3 separate regions of the Mus musculus genome follow, and regions 2 and 3 are each linked to region 1. The links are chromatin contacts, called in public HiChIP or PLAC-seq and promoter capture Hi-C maps. All regions are on one chromosome and are shown on one strand. The core of a region is the stretch at or near the end of the contact, and the rest is flanking DNA. Distances in the headings are between cores, read along the strand shown.

Region 1 (3,690 bases), core at 874-3,373:
CAAACTTAAAGAAAAGTAACATTACAGAGGAAAGTAAAACCATCAGGAAATGTTTGGCAAACGTATACAGAGAGCAAGTACGCGTGAGTCCTCCCGCTCACCCATGGAGTGCTCACCCAGGAACGAAACATCTGTATCCCAGCCTCCACTGCAAGGTTTATAGACCATGAGGAAGAGGGCATGGAAACGGTGTAAAGGGCAGAGGTCAGGGAGGACTGCGGAGAAATACTGTTTCTCTGGAATACAGCAACAGTGCACTTGCCAACCCAAGGCAGCTGTCCTAGGAGTCAGGTTTTCAGGTTCACCCAGGCAAGATTCCAACATGGAGCATGACATTTCAGGACTTCTTCAGGAGGGACATTCAGGCTTTTTTTGGGGGGTGGGGGGTGGGGGGTGGGGGGAGTTGTGGCCCCTGGTTAGTTGACTCTGCTCCTGATTTATGAGTGTTTAAACAGGACAAATTAAACTCATGACAGAAGTGAGGGAAGGATCGTTGGAGAAGGCCTGAGGGACAAATATGATCAAAATACATTGTAGCTTGTGTGAATTCTACAAGAATTTTTTTAAAGTTGTATTTTAAATGCATGGGTTAGGGACTGTGTCTGGTGGCCAAGAATGTACACTGAACAGAGGCTCTGGACTCACCTGGATGGCAGGAACTACCTTTTTGTAAGAGTTTGCCCTCTAGGAAAGGAACAGCTCCCTTAAATGAGCTTCATTGTAACCTCCTGGGCAAGCACAGCTCTACATAAACTATTACGACATCAGTAATTCTAATCATCCATTGTCCCTTGTCCCCAGTTCACAGCCACAGGGACCTCACTGATCAGAGCTGCTATGGTGTCCTTCTTATTGGCTTGGCTTCGCCCTTTTCAACAGAGGTCCACCCTGCTGAGTAAGTGCTCACTGATCTCTTCTGTCCAGGCTTTAGTGGACTTCAGAAGGAAGAGGCACCGGCTCTTCTCTCCCGTGCTCCCAAAGGCTTGTGGTTATGGAGATGGTTGCCTCAATAGGAGGTGGGCTCTGACAGCTGGATGGGTCTGGGGGAAGCCAGACACATGGCAGGCTCCAAGTCAATGACCAAGCAGGGCCTCCTCTCTCTGCACACCCAGTGAGGCTGTCTTGGGGTAGAAAGGAGTTAAGTTCCAAGGAATCTCCTACCCCAAACCTCCAAATTACAGCTTGTCATTGCAAGCTTCGAACTCTCACACTTTCTTTGCAGGAGCTGGGACTACGCTCAATCAGCCTGGGGAGTTATCAGGTGTTAGCCTGTTACCCCACTGGGAATCCCTTCAGCCACCTTTGTTCTCCATCTTGAATGGAGCCATGGGTTGGCCATATCCTGCCACCTACTCCCTTGGATCTGAGCTGGACCCTTGCATCTGGCGTCTACACTGCTGCTGAAATCTTCTCACCGTGCACATCCAAGGATATCTCTATGGTAAAAGTCCAGAAAGGCTAAAGATGTTGTCCACAATCTCTCGGCAATGACCAGATATATCCCCACCAGTATCACAACTTGCAACGCGCTCCGTTCCCATCTGCCCTCTGCCTCCCTACTGTGTTGATTCCCATTTCCAAAACTAGCTCAGAATGCATCCCACTGGCAGCCAGGCAATGCCTTCTTGCAGATCTGGAGGCTTCAGGAGCCTTTGCTGCCTCTTAGGCTCCTGCAGAGAGATGGCCTTGCTCTCTCTGGGCCCTTTTCCCCCAAGATGCTGTGCAGTCGTCTCACTAAATCAAAACTGCCAGAACTGAGTTTTAAGCGATATATAGCCACCACATCTATTTTGTTCCTTTATACTTTCAAAGTAGGACAGATTCGCAAAATACATTGAGTCAGACTCAGTGTCCACGATGGAGAGACGAGTGGGTAGCTTGTGCTTCTTTAGAAGGGGCACTGGGCAGCGTGTTAGGGCTAGGGGGTAGTGGGGCAGGACAGACCTGTCCCGGGACAAGAGTGGCTACTCGCAGGCCGGTTTTGCTTTCGCTCTGAGTGTGGTGGGCGGTGGGACGGTCCCGAATCTCCTCAAACGGGCACTCCGAGAGTTAATTCGAAAGCGCCACCAGCCTTGGGGGCGATCGACGCACTTGTCCTTGAGATGTAGAGACAGAGAGAGAAAGCAAGAGACACAGTCCTGGGAAAGTCCTGCCGGCTATCCAGACAATTATAAAAATGTGTCTCCCAAGGTCAGCGTTCCAACAGCCTCACCCTCGGCATCCAGCAGCTCCTCTCAGTGCCGGTCCAGCATGTGTCAATCACGCTGTAAGTACCTGAGGGCCGGGACCAGGGTGACTTGATGAGAGGAGAAGGCTTGAGAAAGAACAGACAGAAGCCCTGGACCCATTAAGGGAGACTAAAGGGCTGCCAGCAACTGCAGGCCAAGGGAAGGAAGAGGGGAAAGATGGTCGTGCTAGATTGCGCTGCACCGAGCATGGTCTCATTATAGAACAACCCTGGGGGCTACGGCTATGCCCGTTTCACAGAAGAGAACTAAAGCCCAGCCTTGAAACCAATGTAAGGAAAATGCAGGTCTCAGGCAGTCCCCAAACAAGATCTGGGAGGTCTTGCTTCATCTGTCAGCCCCGGGGAAGGGCTTAAATTATGTGTGGAGGGAGGTCAGTACCCAGAATGGATGGAAAAAATTGCCAGAATGGCTGAAGAAAGAGGCAGGTCAAAACCAAGTTGACAAGCTCCACCTGCCCTTTGTTTCCCTTCCAGACCTCCTCTTTTTGGCCACCCTTGCCCTCCTAAACCACCTCAGTTTGGCCAGGGTCATTCCAGTCTCTGGACCTGCCAGGTGTCTTAGCCAGTCCCGAAACCTGCTGAAGACCACAGATGACATGGTGAAGACGGTGAGTTTCTCCTGTCCTTCTGGCTTCAAAGTTCCGCTGTTGACATGACTTCTAACCTATCTGGTATCTGCTGGGAAGTTTATGGTATCTGGCAGGAACCGTAGAGGGTTTCAAGACTTCTAAATATAATCTAAAGGAAACTGTGTCTCTAGAGAAAGGAAGAATGGTAATAAATTGTAACGGCATCGGTTTAGGCTGTGTCTACACAGAGGAAAGTGGGGACTTGCAATGTCCCTCCCAGCCTGCCTGCCTGTGTGACACAGTGTCAGGTGCTCCCTGCTTCTGCTTCAGGGCAGGTGGAACAGGGAGACAGTCTCTAGGTACACTCTCTGTGCTTCACAAGCCATAGAGATGAATTAGATTGTCTCTCCCCCTGCTCACCAGTGTCCAGCACTGTGATGCAGTCCCTTGTCGGATGGACACATGTCAGGGAGGACTCAGACATCAGATAGCAAGCAGGTCCAGCCTCCAGTTTTCTGGGGCAAGTGTGATCCAGTTTTAGTCACGGCTCCACTCATTTTTCTCAGGTTTCATGTTTGAATGCAAAATAGCCTTTTCCGTTGTAAAATTGCCACGGTTTCCTCTCGCTTTGGGGACAAAGCTACAGCAAAATGCTAATGTGTTTGAGATATCCTGCAGCTGCTAGGGCTGGAGATCCAGTAGAATTCTGGCTTAATTATGAATGGGTCTCCCGGGTTCTATCCCCCAACAGAGCGTGCGTTCATAAGCACCTGGGAACAGAGGAGGGAAGGAGGGAAACTCTGTCTTCCTGTTTTGTTTTTAAATCTTTCTTGAGGATCTTCTAGCTTGTTGTCTTATGGCTATCCCAACATA
Region 2 (3,690 bases), core at 324-2,823, 1.1 Mb before region 1:
GGATTAGAGATACTGGCAGCCAGCCTCTTACCTGTATTTTTGACTTAGCCATTAGACTTGTCTTAGTTAGGGTTTCTATTGCTTTAATGAAACACTATGACCAAAGCAAGTTAAGGAGGAAAGGATTAATTTGGCTTATACTTCCACATCATAGTCTCTCCCTGAAGGAAGTCAGGACAGGAACTCAAACAGAACCTTCTGCTGGAGGCAGGAGCTGATGTAGAGGCCATGGAACAGTGCTGCTTACTGGCTTGCTCCTCATGACTTGTTCAGCCTGCTTTCTCATAGAACCTCAGACTATCAACCCAAGGGTAGCTGGGCCCTCCCCAACAGTCATTAATTAAGAAAATGTCCTACAGCCTTGCCTACAGGTTCATTCCATGGAGGCATTTTCTCAACTGAGGCTCCCTCCTCTCAGATGACTTCAGCTTGTGTCAAGTTGACATAAAACTAGCCAGCACAAGACAGTAATCTATACTGTGGACAAAGCCAAGGAATGTAAACTGATGGTCTAGGCCCTTCATTGTAGTACAGCTGATGCTGAGTGAAAGATTAAGCCCAAGGTGGGGTATGACCACTGTGCTGGCAACTGCACAGTGTTAGTCAGGGGAATGCAAGGTAGACAGCAGGCTATGCATAAACATTCCAAACGGTATCTCTCTGACACAGTCCCTCTGCTTCCCCATCCCCCATATTTGGATCTCTTTGGAGGGCCCAAGCTAGGAGTCTAGAAAACACTCAAAAGTCCTCCTCCTTTTTCAAATCCCAGGTGCTATTGTTTAAGCAAGTCCTCATTTAGTCACTGGATCTCTCCTTGGTGCGATAGCTCCAGCTTTGAGCCTCTCACTTTCACTTCTGCGGCACGCTTTACAGCTATTTAGCACCTAGCCTTGCTACACTCAAAATTCTACTGCAAAGACTCGGCAAACCTAGAAATGTGGGGTAGAAGGCTGCGCTGCCAAATCAAACTTCTCAAAACAAACCTAGTGGTCTCTATACTCTGCTGGACATCTCTGAATGGCTCCTCATTTAGGATGTTCGTGTTTCTACTTTACTCGACTTTCCTCTTACTCCAAGATCAGTATAAACGTGTAATTATAAACGTATAAAACCCAGAGGAATTCAATAACTCTTTCAGCTGCAGTCACCATCCATCCACCCACATGATTAGTTTCTGTCCACCTAAGGAAATTCTCTCACCCATATTCAGAGGTGAGAGAATTTGTCCTCTTTTCTAGTACATAAGTGTCAGGTACATCATATGCTGTTCCGTCAGGTCAACTTAACAACTCTTCATGAAGAGTTGGCGAAGTGAGGGAGGGAGGACTGAGCTGGGTTCAGGTCAAGCCTTCCACCACGACTTCTGCACCACCACTTCCTACTGGTTTTAAATCAGATGTTAATGAGAACCCGGTCGCTCACTCCCACTCCCGACCGGATCTATACCCCATCGGCAGAACAGAAAGGCAGCACGGGAGCCCGGCCACCACGTGAGCAACCGTTCACGTGAGCACGGAGAGGCGTGGCCCGAGCAAGTCACGTGAACACACGTGATCACGTGAGTGCTGCCGCTGCCGCTGCCGCCCTGCCTTTGCTTCCTGCTCCGTTCCAGGCTGCAAGCTGATGGAGGACGAGGATGGGGAAGATCGGGCGCTGCTTGGGGGCCGCCGCGAGGCGGACAGCGCAGTCCATGGCGCCCCTCGCGCTCTGTCCGCGCTCTGCGACCCCAGCCGCCTGGCGCACCGGCTCGTGGTGCTGTCGCTCATGTGCTTCCTTGGCTTCGGTGAGCGGGGCTCGGCTGGGGCAGATGATAGAGGGATTCCAGGGTTCGCGCTGCTGCCTGGGCTCGGGAGCCCGCTTTTTCCAAGTGTCTGGAGCGAGGTGACGTTTGTTCCTCCAAGCCCCGGTGTTCAGCAGCTCCTCCCTGGGGACGCAGATGAGAAGGAAACTCAGATCTTTCTCCCGGAGAGCTGTGCTCCCGAGAGTTTCAGAACGTTGCTGGGGGAATTTCAGAGCGTGACTAAGTCCCTCTTCCTCCCTCCCCAGGCGACCCCTCCCATTCCCCAGTGCTTTCCTTTGTATTCTTTTAGAGCTCGGATCCGCTTTGGATAGTGTTCACTGCTAAGTACACCTTAGTAGGAGTCTTTTCTTACCTTTCCTCTGTGAGACAGCCTTGCAGGACCACACTTGTTAAGTTGGTTTCACTTATGAAATCTGATCTGGCGCAAAACACTTTCATTAGCTACTTTTAAAGACACCCTTCCCTCCCGTGTTACAGTTTTTAGTTTACATTGAAACTGTTCGGATTCGTAACAACTGGCTTGGCTTGAAAGAGTGTTTCAGGGGGATCAGATTCAGAAATACATGCACCTGGTTTATAAAAGATACTTTGGGCTTCGGTTTCTTTATTTTTGAGAAGATGGTACTCATTTGCTTTAAAACGTATTGAGCTGATAGTGGTGGCGCCCTTTAATCTCAGTACTGGAAGACAGGGACATGTCTGTGCGCTAGAGAGGCCAGCCAGGGCTACAAAGTGAGATCTTGTCTCAACCAACCAACCAACCAACCATGGTATTGAATTTCTTATAAGCAGTTAAATCCTGAAGGAGAAGTTTCTAGGTTTAGAATCAATAACCAGTAAGCATAGACAAAACACTTGAAGAAATTGTCCCTACTCAAGTTGACAGTTTATTTTTGGTAGGTAGATTGGGCTGAAAGTTTGGGTTTGAGAAACTAGAGCCGCCCTGTCGCTAGCTGCCTTCTCCACCTTTGGACCGCTAGCTTTGTGTATTTACAGAGTCAGCGGGGAAACAGGCAGTGTTACCTTGGGGCTTCTTCAAGCCTGTCAGCTTTCCCCGCTCCCAGGAGACATTGCCAGTTTTCATTTGATCCCTTAGACTGGCGCTTGTGTTGTTCTTGTTTCTAGCCCAGTTTTCACTCAGTTATTTGCTCCTGGGTATTTTTGTTTGTTTTTGTTTGTTTGTTTGCAGGATCAGGATCTATATCAAATACTGGTTTGGTTTGAATCTCTGAGTTACCTCTGCTTTCAAGAAAAGTGAGGACCCAGCTAACGTGCACCTGTAGAGGATGCTTGTAGACTTTTTTTAAGTAAGGGAAATGCAGCGATTTCATGAAGATGTTAATACAGTGATAAGCATGGGAAGAAAGACGGAAACGAAATGATTAAAAGCAGTTGATGTTGACCTCTTTATCAGGTTTCTGGTATATGCTGTGTATGCACACCACTACCTTGTGGAAGTTCTTTGGAATGGTAGATCAGGAAGTGGTGTAAAACAAACACACAAGCAAGAAAAAAAAATCTGTTGTCATAGTGTCAGCCATAGTAAACCTTAAACACCTCCGGGGAGTTACTAGTTAGGAGTTGTAACTTGAAACTCTTATATAGATATTATCATTCCGAGTGAAATATGTGTTCTTCCTTTTTCTAGGCAGCTATTTCTGCTATGACAACCCCGCTGCCCTTCAGACTCAGGTGAAACGGGTGAGTTGATTTTCTCCGTTCTTGTACTGCTTTGCTTTGGAGCACTCACTTACAGATGCTCAGATAGAATGAGCTCTCAGGTGCCCCATCTGAGATGTCCACTTTCTCTTCTAGTGTCTGTTATCACCACACCCACAGGCTGCAGAGATCAAATTTGTTTCTCTAAAGAACTCCTGAATAACATATAC
Region 3 (3,690 bases), core at 809-3,308, 1.0 Mb after region 1:
CTGGGATTAAAGGCGTGCACCACCACCGCCTGGCTGATTATAGAACTATCTTAATTCTGTGTCTTTCTGCACCTTTGGTGCAAGCAGAGCCTGTAGGCACCAAGGTATGAAGTTACCACAGCAAGAATTACTCACAGCTCACAGCTCTGATCCTCTTCATTGTTCCCAGACACTTACCTCCAAGACTACAGGAGTGTGGCGAGGAGGAGAATGAGGTGGAATGGAAAGACTATTAGTAATATTTTCTTCAAACCCCTCCCCTATTCAAATGAATAGGTTCTTGGGTCCTTCATATTTGTTCATTTATGAATAATAAATAACTGCCCCTTAGCTATAACTTTCAAATATGAACTTCATGCCCAATCCAAAAAGGAAATCCTCCCACTTCTATTTGATAAGATGAATTCAAATTTAAACCCTCTTCATTGGGGAACAAAGACCCTCTACTGTCATAGGGTCCTGGAGTCCAATTAGAGTCATTAGCCTAAATTGGAATAGTGTGATCCTCTAGATATGCCACTTGGCTAAAGGCAGGCTTAGTAAGAAAAATTCTTTGCCTCATTTACCTGAATAGTGCCGACGGTTAATATGAGTGCAGGAGCCCACAGAAGATAGAGGCATCCCCCTGGAGTTGAAGTTATAAGCCATTCAAAGATGATAATACGGATGCTGGGTACTGAACTCTAGTGTTTTGCAAGAATAATAGTATGGACTACTGAGCCATCTCTTCAGACCACTTTCCCCTCTTTATGCAGGTGCTGGGTATCCAACTCAGATCCTCGAGCCTGCATGGCAAGCACCTTACTGACTCAGCCATCTCCCCAGCCTCCAACGCTAAGGCTTCTATTGGAGTTCTTAGGACTCTCATGTATAGAATCATAGCATCTGCAAATAAGAATATTTTGGTTTCTCCCTTTCTTATTTGTATTCCCTTTATTATTTCCCTTGTCTTACAGCCCTAGCTAAAAACTTCCAACACTCTATTAAAAGTGGAGAACATAAACACCCTTGTCTGTTTTAGTAGAAATTAGGCATATCTTTAAAAAACAAGTAACTAAAGTTTATACTGTAGTTACATTTCCATGTTCATTATAAATGTCTTATAAAACACAGATGATTGTGTGGAGCTGGAAAGGTGGTGGCTCAGCAGTTAAGAACATCTGCTACTCTCTCCCAGGACCAGAAGAGCTTGGTTCTCAGCCTCTGTGTTGGGCAGTTTCAAACCACCTGTAACTCCAGCTCCGGGGCGTCTGACACCTCTTCGGACCTTAGAAATGCTAGGGTCTTCCTTTTGACATCAGTTTCGGTTACAGTTGCGGATTTACCTGTTTTCATCTATTTTGTGGATCCACTTCTGAGAAAAATATGTTTCAGATGATTTCTTTAAGAATAATACTTTTCTTTAATGAAAAACATTTTATATTTTCTGCTTACTATTAAAAGTACAGTGTTTGCAATATAATAGAGAGTTTTCAGTTTTTCTTTCTTTTCTTTTTCTTTTTGCATCAACTGTTTAGTAAACAGCGATTCGATACTCTTAAGTTGTCCATGGTGATATTTACAGTGGCCATGTTTCTTTAGAAAGATCCATGTATTTTATGTATTTGAGTGTTTGGCCCGCATGAATATATATGCACCAAGTTTGTGGTTGGTGGCCTCAGAGTTAAGAGGGCGGCAGATCCTCTCCAAATGGAACTCTAGACGTCAGTGAGCCCACCCTGTGAGTGCTGGGAATTGAACCCAGGTCCTTTGTAAGAACAACTGCTTTTAACTGCTGAGCCCTCTCCCCAGGAGCTGAGAAGTGCATTTTAAAGATACGGGGGCGGGTGGAACGGTGAGCCTATCACAGACACCAAACTGTTGTAATCACTGTCCCGAGCCTGCTCAGCTCGCCCGGTCTCCCGTATCCCCACCCACTCACTCCATAGGCCCCGCCCCTTGCTACACGTGTATTCTTTGACCCCGCCCACCCGTCCCCTTCTCCCGCACCCTTCAGCACGCGGGATTTCCGGTTCTCCTATCGCGAGATCTTCGTAGGTGTGTAGCGCGGCTGAGGTAGCCGGTAGTGCGTCCTGGCCGGCGGGTTGCCCGCTGTGGGTGTATTTCGCCCTGTCACGGAGCTGCTGGTAGGTTCTGGGTGGGAGACCCGGCTCCTGCGCCAACAGCGGCCAGACGAGGGAGCGAGCCGGGCCCTGTACCCGGGCTGCGAGCGGCCCGCACGGGCGCCGGGGCGTGGGTGTGGGGCCGAGGCCGGCCGCATGCGGAGCCGCGGCGCGGAGGAGGGCGGAAGGGCCGTGCTGGGCGGCGGCTCGCGACCCCCGGGCTTGTGTGCCGCACGCATGGCTGTCCCCGAACTCAGGAGACTCGACCTGATGGATCCAAGTCTCACCGGTCCTTCCCTCCCCTTGATAGGTCGCGCGCGAACCATGGAGTACATGGCAGAGTCCATTGAGCACAGCCCGGGACACATGTGAGTTGCGAGCCCGCCCTGATCGATCCCTTGGCGTCTGCAGATCGTAAAATACCGAGAAAACGGTTAACGCTAGCAGGAGAGGTCCTTTTCTCGGTGGGAGAAAACGGTTGGGTCTTGATCGCATAGGAAGTCTACCCCATTTTAAGTCCGGTGTAGAAAAAAATGAGTGCTTTGAGAAGACGTCCTCCTAGAGGGGCACGAGTGGACGTGTACGGTTGTCACCCGGCTCCTCTGTCGTGCTAGCCACATGGTATGCGGTGCTCACGTGCAGCTAGTGGCCACCACTGGAAGATTATCTTAGTTTTCTTTGGGCAGCCGTGGGCCACGGTGGCGGAGGTTCACAGACTTTTTCTGCTGTTTCGTTGAAATCTTACTTTCGATGGAGCCAGTCCTGTTAGATTGGCCCTGGAATTCACTCTGTAGCCACGGCTGACCTTGAGAGCCTTGTCCCTTCAGCCTTAGCCTCCCAAGTGCTGCGATTATGTCAGGCCTGCTTCACAAAATTTTTCTGCCTCCAGTACACTATAGAGTTATACTCCTGTAGCTTAGAGCATCGGTAGGCATAGGTGCTCTTCTTGTCCTGTATTTTTGTCTATTTCTCCTTTTAAAAATTACTTTGTAACATAAAATACAGGGTTTCATTATATTTTCATGTATATAGGAGGGTCCGCATATTTAACATTGTACAGCGTTCATATTTACCCTACCATTGATCTTCCTTAACCCTCCTACCCCCTCACAGGTCCCTTTCCTTTCCTTAATAATCTCCTTTCTGTTTTCATGGAATACGTACATTTTCCTTTACTGTTCATTGTGGGTCCCTGTAAAGGGGGCCTGTTCGCATCTACGCATTGTAGATGCTCAGAACAAAGGGGGCACCCACTAGCCGAGTCAGATGCAAGAGAAACGAGAAACGGATCTTACATATATTGTTTGTTTCTCTTTGTTGTTTATTTTTGCTTTTGAGACAGTCTTACCATGTTAAGTCCTGCTTACCAGGAACTCATAGAGAGATCTGTCTGCCTCTGCCTCTGCCTCGCAAGTGCTGGGTAAAGGTCTGCACCATCACACTTGGCTGTCTTTTGTTTATATTGTTGAATTTATGTGCACATTAGTGTTTGCTATTGTTGTTAGACTATTTGCATTGCTAATTTCTTTTTTTCTTAGTTTTCCAATTTTAAAGAAGAGATGAGGGACTAGGACATTTCTATCATTGC

Evidence for each region. Promoter capture Hi-C pulls out the DNA fragments that hold promoters and counts their contacts. HiChIP or PLAC-seq counts read pairs in DNA pulled down with a chosen protein or histone mark.
Region 2: a promoter capture Hi-C map of embryonic stem cells shows a contact between it and region 1, with 6 times the contacts expected there. The contact joins the promoter of Mfsd1 here to the promoter of Il12a in region 1. A contact is called at or near these places in 12 of 39 promoter capture datasets (the 3T3-L1 cell line, the C10 cell line, embryonic stem cells and 5 more), 2 of 115 datasets of contacts at active chromatin or transcription factors (embryonic forebrain and embryonic stem cells) and 1 of 9 other capture datasets (pancreatic islet).
Region 3: a contact with region 1 is called in an H3K27ac HiChIP or PLAC-seq map of thymic regulatory T cells, with 5 times the contacts expected there. The contact joins the promoter of Nmd3 here to the promoter of Il12a in region 1. A contact is called at or near these places in 2 of 39 promoter capture datasets (hippocampal neurons and pre-B cells), 1 of 484 Hi-C or Micro-C datasets (pro-B cells), 2 of 115 datasets of contacts at active chromatin or transcription factors (double positive thymocytes and thymic regulatory T cells) and 2 of 9 other capture datasets (adipose tissue and liver).

What each region holds. Positions count from the first base shown.
Region 1 is chr3:68,689,301-68,692,990 of GRCm38.p6, forward strand. Il12a (interleukin 12a) reads left to right here and starts at 2,124. Exons shown (of 7, transcript NM_008351.3): 1 at 2,124-2,266; 2 at 2,723-2,856. The coding sequence starts at 2,251.
Region 2 is chr3:67,581,195-67,584,884 of GRCm38.p6, forward strand. It overlaps Mfsd1 (major facilitator superfamily domain containing 1), which reads left to right and starts at 1,574. Exons shown (of 16, transcript NM_025813.3): 1 at 1,574-1,783; 2 at 3,450-3,502. The coding sequence starts at 1,624.
Region 3 is chr3:69,719,997-69,723,686 of GRCm38.p6, forward strand. Nmd3 (NMD3 ribosome export adaptor) reads left to right here and starts at 2,059. Exons shown (of 16, transcript NM_133787.2): 1 at 2,059-2,126; 2 at 2,413-2,470. The coding sequence starts at 2,427.